Linked DNA regions of Mus musculus: region 2 is linked to region 1. The links are chromatin contacts, called in public HiChIP or PLAC-seq maps. All regions are on one chromosome and are shown on one strand. Each heading gives the region's core, a stretch centred on a gene start, on an enhancer-like site or on the middle of the called end of the contact. The rest is flanking DNA. Distances are from core to core; before and after follow the strand shown.

Region 1 (3,103 bases), core at 195-2,694:
GAATGGGGATCACCACAAACTGCAGACCCTTGAGGAGACGGGAGTTGGCAGTGGAGATATGGAGACCTGGTCAAGTTGGAATACCAGGCGGTTTGAAAAGGGCCGGGGACTCGAGAACCTGTGGTGCATAATTAGGGGAGACTCTTAGCTCGGACTGGTGCAGTTCTACTGCGTGTGTTTACTGGGGCTGGCAGCGATTGTGGTGGCTTACGTCCTTCTAAAACCACTATGCTGCAGAGGAAGGAGGAGGAGAGAGAAGAGGGAGAAAGGAGAGAGGGGACAGTGAGGAGAGAGAGAAGGGGGGGAGAGAGAGAGAGGTGGAGAAGGAAGGGGGGACACGGGGTAGTGGGAGAGGAGAGAGAAAGCAGACTGGAGAAAGGGAAAACAGGAGAAAGTGGAAAGGCAGAGGAGAGCTACACAAGGGGAAGAATAACGTGAGCCAGGGGATTGGAGAAAGAAGAGAGTGAAAACACTGAAGAGAGATGAGAGTGAGGGAGAAGAGAGAGGAGTGGGGAGGGGGGGGAGAGTGAAGACAGAACAGAGACAGGGGAGCGGGAGGAGAGGGGGAGGAGGTAAGGAAAAAGAGGAGAGAGAGAGGGAAAGGAAAGGGAGAGGAAGGAGAAGGGGAGGAGGGAAGGAAAAAGAGGAGAGAGAGAGGGAAAGGAAAGGGAGAGGAAGGAGAGAGGGGGAGAGAGTGGAGATGGAGAGTGGAGGGAAAGAAGAGAGGAGAGAGATGAAGGAGGGAAGGAGAGAGGGAGAGAGAGGAAGGAGGGAGGAAGAGAGAGAGGGAGAGAAGAGAGAGGGGGAAGGAGAAGGGAGGAAGAGAAGAGAGAAAGGAGAGAGGAACAGAGGGAGGAGGAGAGAGAATGAGGGAAGAGAGGGAGGGAGAGGGAGAGAGAGAGAGAGAGAGAGAGAGAGAGAGAGAGAGAGTAGGGGGGATGAGGCGGAGCAGATACTCGGGGTCTGGATAAAGAGGGACAGAGGGCAAGCGAAGAGTAGGAGACCGGGTCCGCTGTTCCTCGCCGAGGAGCCCTGGCTCCCGCTGTCGCTGTCGCTCTCCCGCCCGCTTGCCCGCGTACCTGTTGCTCGGTCCGGGCTGGGTCTCGGCTCCGGTCCCCCCCACCAAGAAGGCCCCGCGCGCGCCGCCTACGCGCTCCGCCTGCCGAGCAGCCAGGCCGCCAGCGCCGCCACCTGCGCGGCCGCGCACAGCCAGGGCCAGCGGGCGCGGAGCGCGGGCAGCAGCGCGGGCAGCGGGTCCCGGGGCCGCGCGCGACGCCGCATGGCGCGTCGGTGCAGCTCGTCGCCCAGCGCCTGCAGCCGCAGCGCGGTCACCTGCGCCGCCGCCCAGCGCAGCCCGGGGCGAGCGTCGCCGCAACCGCACACGGCCGGGGGCCCGCGGCCGCGATGCCGGGGACACGGGCACATGGCGTGCGGAGGAGCCTCCCTGGACCCCAAGTTTCGCCCTTCACCGCGCGTTTGTTGTGCTGACGGCGCTATTATTAATTAAAGTGTCACATGGTGGAGGGGGCGGGGAGGGCGCGGGGAGGGGGTTACATCATCCGGCCCGGGGGGTGGGGAGTGTGTGCAGGAGAAAAAGCCGAGAGGTAACTTTTAACCCTCGAGACGCCGGCAGGGCGGGGACAGGCAGGGATGCGGGGCTTCGGGAATGCTGGCCCGGGGTCCGCTGTTTCGCTTCCCGGGCTGCGGGAGGCTCCAGCTCGGAGATAGCCTGGAAAGCCAGCTCGGTGCGCACTGTGAATTGAGCTCCGGGAGAATTCGGCCGTAATGCGAAAAGATCCCCGGGCTGTTGTGTGGCCTGGGTGGTGGGAGGCAGGGTTCAAGCCGACTTGCCCTGTTTCGGGACAGCCTCCGCACCTGTCAGCCTCCGGGTGGGTGCACACATTCCTGACACGCGTTCGCACCCCCTTCTGGTGACCTGACTTAAGCGCACCCCGGGGTGGGAGCCTGAACCCTGAAATGAAGGCGGGGGACCCGGGATGGGTTGGACTCCAACTTGGGCGAGTCGCCTTTGCACTCAAGACATCTCCCCACCCCCCACCCCCCACCCAAGAACGTGGTTCTAGAGAGAAGTTCTTGCAGCCTGCTTACTTTGTAGGCTTTATCTTTTCAAACGGGGTCAGAGTTTGCTGGCGACCCTGTAAGGCTTTGCCTTGGTGCCCAGTGAGGTTACCTAACCCAAAGGAAGACCAATCCAGTTTTGCTCCAGCTCCAGCCTGGGAAGTCCTCTGGGGAGGGTGCCGACCAGTGAGGAGGCTCCTGGGACTCCTTAGGGTGCTAGAGAGACCCGCCCACCATGTCCAAGCCACTGGATTTTGGACAGCTTTGGGATTGGGGCCTGAAGGAGCAGGGAAGTGGTCCATATACAACCTGGTCCATATAGTGGTTTCAGGCCAGCCACAGTTACAGAGAGAATCCTTTATTTAAAAACCCCAAAGAGTCAGGGATGCCTCTGTGGGTAAAGGTGCTTGCAACCGAACCTGATGACTTAATTTCAGTCCTGTGAATCCGTGTGTTCCAAAGACAGAAATCTGATACCCACAGATTGTCCTCTGACCTCCATATGTACTACCCTATGTGTATGCACATAAGATAGATAGATAGATAGATAGATAGATAGATAGATAGATAGATAGATAGATAGATAGATAGGAGATAGACAGACGTATTCAAACAGAAAACAAGTCGAGCAGTGGTTGTACACGCCTTTAATCCCAACACTTGGGAGGCAGAGGCAGGCAGATTTCTGAGTTCGAGGCCAGCCTGGTCTACAGAGTGAGTTCCAGGACAGCCAGGGCTACACAGAAAAACCCTGTCTCAAAAAACCAAAATAAATAACTAAAACCCAAAAGATAAGAAACTATGAACTCACCTTTTTGGAGTTCTGTGATGTTATTGTGACTTTCCTTTTGTTTCAAAAACTCTGCTACGGTGTAACCAGAAGCTCTCCTGCCTCATCCTCCTGACCACCAAATGACAGGAGGACTCTGCAGCTTGACTGACTTTCAGCCACATCAATGGGCTACGGGCTCCCTTGGAAGCTTGGTGAGGTGACTGTCAGAGCTCAGCATAGCCCAGCTGTGTG
Region 2 (3,103 bases), core at 244-2,743, 1.4 Mb before region 1:
ACACATGCAGGCAAAACGCTCACACACAGAAAATAAAAATAAATGCTTTTTAAAAAGTTAAAAAAAAAAAAAAAAGCCAGGCGTGGTGGCTCACACCTTTAATCCCAGCACTCGGGAGGCAGAGGCAGGTGGATTTCTGAGTTCGAGGCCAGCCTGGTCTACAAAGTGAGTTCCAGGACAGCTAGGGCTATAGAGAAACCCTGTCTCAAAAAACCAAAAAAAAAAAAAAAAAGAAAGAAAGAAAGCTGGGTGGTAATGGCGCACACCTTTAATCCTAGCACTTAAGAGGCAGAGGCAGGCAGATTTCTGAGTTTGAGACCAGTCTGGTCTACAGAGTTCCAGGACAGCCAGGGCTATACAGAGAAACCCTGTCTCGAAAAACCGAAAAAAAAAAAAATGTTTGGGCAAGCCTCGGGCCTGTTGCTCTTATCAGTCTTGGGTTGAATAGCAGGATGAGGGACCTTGGCTCTGCTGAACTGTGGTTGATTGATGGGTACACACATGGTCTTCAGCTGAACCCACCAGCCACCATGCATTAGCACCAAACCCACAGCCACACACCCAAACACAAAAGGATTTGTGTGTGAGTGTGTGTGTGTGTGTGTGTGTGTGTGTGTGGTGTGTGACAAAGGGGAAGGGGACTAAAAGCGTGGGAGGGTGACAGTGGCCAGAAGCTAGCATACATTACATACATACAAAAACTGTCAAGGAGCAAAGTTAATGAGTTAAAAATATAGGTGTGTCTGTGTGTACACAAATAAATAAATTGTGGGTCGACCAGATGGCTCAGTGGGTAAAAGGTGCTTGTGGCTAAGCTTGATGTCCTGACTTTGATCTCTAGGATCCACACAGTAGAAAGAGAGGGCCAACTCCAGTAGGTTGTCCTCTGATCTCCCCATGTGTGCCTTGGCCCAATCAATCAATACATGTAATAATAATGATTTTTTAAAAAAACAACACCAAATTGTGCTGTGACCATTCGTTTGCCCACAATATAGATTCCTTAGATTTTTGTCAGTTGTATATGGCTTTACCATCCATTTATTCATCTGAGGGTTTGTTTTTCTTTCTTTTCTTTTTTTTTTTTCTTTTGGCATTTGGTCAGGTTTGAGCATTGGCTTCCTCACCCTCCAGCACTTCAGCAATGCACATCGCTAGCTAGAGTTCAAGGTTTGCTTGTTTTCTGAGAGGAAATTTACACACAGAGAAATGCTTAAAGCTTAAGGGCACCATTCTCTAAATATTGACAAGTGCACGCAGGGCTGTAGCTAGAGCCCTTATCAGAAGAGATAACATTCTCGCCTCCTTTCTTCCTGCCCCTCAGCCACCAGGGCAGGCTGTCCCTCCACCCAGTCTGTTAGCTTTGCCTATTCTAAAACCGAGGCAGAAACAGAATCCTATATAGCCCCACGATTTTACTTTATTTCAAGGTGATGCGTTGAAGAGCCATCTAGGATAAAACTTGTATCTGTTGCTTTCTTTTCCTTATTACAGTGAAGACCCAAAGATCTTCAACCAAGCTGGGCAAGTGTTCAACCATTGAGCTACACCCCCGACCCTCCCTTCCGTTTGGCTGCAACAATAAACCAGGTAGACTCTGGGCTGTGATTGTTCTGGAAGAGATAATGATGGGGTGGGTTGTTTAGACTTCCGCATTAAGGGCTTTGTGTATTATCTCCATCTTCTGACTTTAGAAAACTCCCTCTGCTTGGAGATAAACTGGCTTAGGCTTTAGGAAAAACACCATTGTTAAGCCATTTGATTCCAAGTACCTGTCTGCTTTGCATTTTGGTTCAATCTCCATCGCTCCAAGTTGTCAAAAAGGCACCTTGGAAGCCTGCCCTGCCCTGTCTGCAAAGGTGTCCCATAGGGTGTGTCAGGACTTCTCCTAGGAGTGGCCTTCTGTCAGAGATTAGCCATGCTAAGTAACTTGTGACCCTGGAGAACCAGTGGCAACCTGACTGAAATTTCTAACAATAGCAACTGAAGATTTTGAACCCAGTCTGTCTCAAGATGGCTCAATTTATGGCTTGATGGCTTTTAACCAACCAGTGTTGCTACCATCAAGTACTCTTTGTAACAACTGGGCTTTGCACTTTATAGCCCAGGCTGGACTCCATCCAAATTGCTATGTAGTCAATGCTGGCCTTCAACTTCTAATCCTCCTCCCACCCCCACCATTTATTTATTTATTTATTTATTTATTTATTTATTTATTTATCTATTTATTTTTGAGAGTCTTTCTATGCCATTCTGACAGAACTCACAGTGTAGTCCAGACTTGCCTTGAACTCACAGAAATCCTCCTGCCCCAGCCTCCCAAGTGTTGGAATGGCAGTCATGTGCCACCACACCCACCTCCTCGCTTTGAGTTTTAGCTTCTGATCTTCCTGGCCTAGGGTTAGGGAGGTGCTCTCTCCCAGAGCTTGATGGACCCGGGTACAGTAGCAGAGTGGAAAGAGGTCTATGAGGCAGTTGAACAGAAGACAAATTTACCTAGGCCCCTGTGCCTGGGAAACTAGGGACAGAGGAGTCTGGGCTTGGCTCTAGGTGGAGACTCTGGGACCACTCTCCATTACTTTGTGTGCTGCCTGTCTCCATTACCCGTTGTCTGTTAGCATATTCCAATCTCTATGCTGAGTTGTTCTCTCTTTCTCTCTCTCTCTCTTAAAATATCATAGTGTCTCATATAGCATAGGTTGGCCTTCACCTTACCACAGACTCAAAGTCGTGATCCTCCCACCTCTACCTTCCAGCTGCCTGGGTTACAGGCTTAACTACCAAGCTTCATTTATACCACAGTGTTGGGGATGGGATTAGGGCTTTACGCATGTGAGGCAAACACTCTACCAACTGAGCTACATCTCCACTTCCTCAGGACATTTCTTTTTTTCTTTTTAAAAAAGATTTATTGGGCTTGAGAGATGGCTCAGCGGGTAAGAGCACTGACTGCTCTACCGAAGGTCCTGAGTTCAAATCCCACAACCCCATGGTGGCTCACAACCATCCCTAATGAGATCTGACACTCTCTTGTGGTGTGTCTGAAGTCAGCTACAGTGTACTTATGTATAATAATAAATAAATCTTTTTTAGATTTATTTAT

What was found. HiChIP or PLAC-seq counts read pairs in DNA pulled down with a chosen protein or histone mark.
Region 2: an H3K27ac HiChIP or PLAC-seq map of extraembryonic endoderm stem cells shows a contact between it and region 1, with 5 times the contacts expected there. The contact joins the promoter of AW549542 here to the promoter of Hrk in region 1. A contact is called at or near these places in 2 of 39 promoter capture datasets (liver and pre-B cells) and 2 of 115 datasets of contacts at active chromatin or transcription factors (embryonic stem cells and extraembryonic endoderm stem cells).

The regions. Positions count from the first base shown.
Region 1 is chr5:118,168,105-118,171,207 of GRCm38.p6, reverse strand. It overlaps Hrk (harakiri, BCL2 interacting protein (contains only BH3 domain)), which reads right to left and starts at 1,444. Exons shown (of 2, transcript NM_007545.2): 1 at 1,080-1,444. The coding sequence starts at 1,425. The coding sequence ends at 1,147.
Region 2 is chr5:119,578,748-119,581,850 of GRCm38.p6, reverse strand. AW549542 (expressed sequence AW549542) reads left to right here and starts at 1,493. Exons shown (of 5, transcript NR_045702.1): 1 at 1,493-1,590.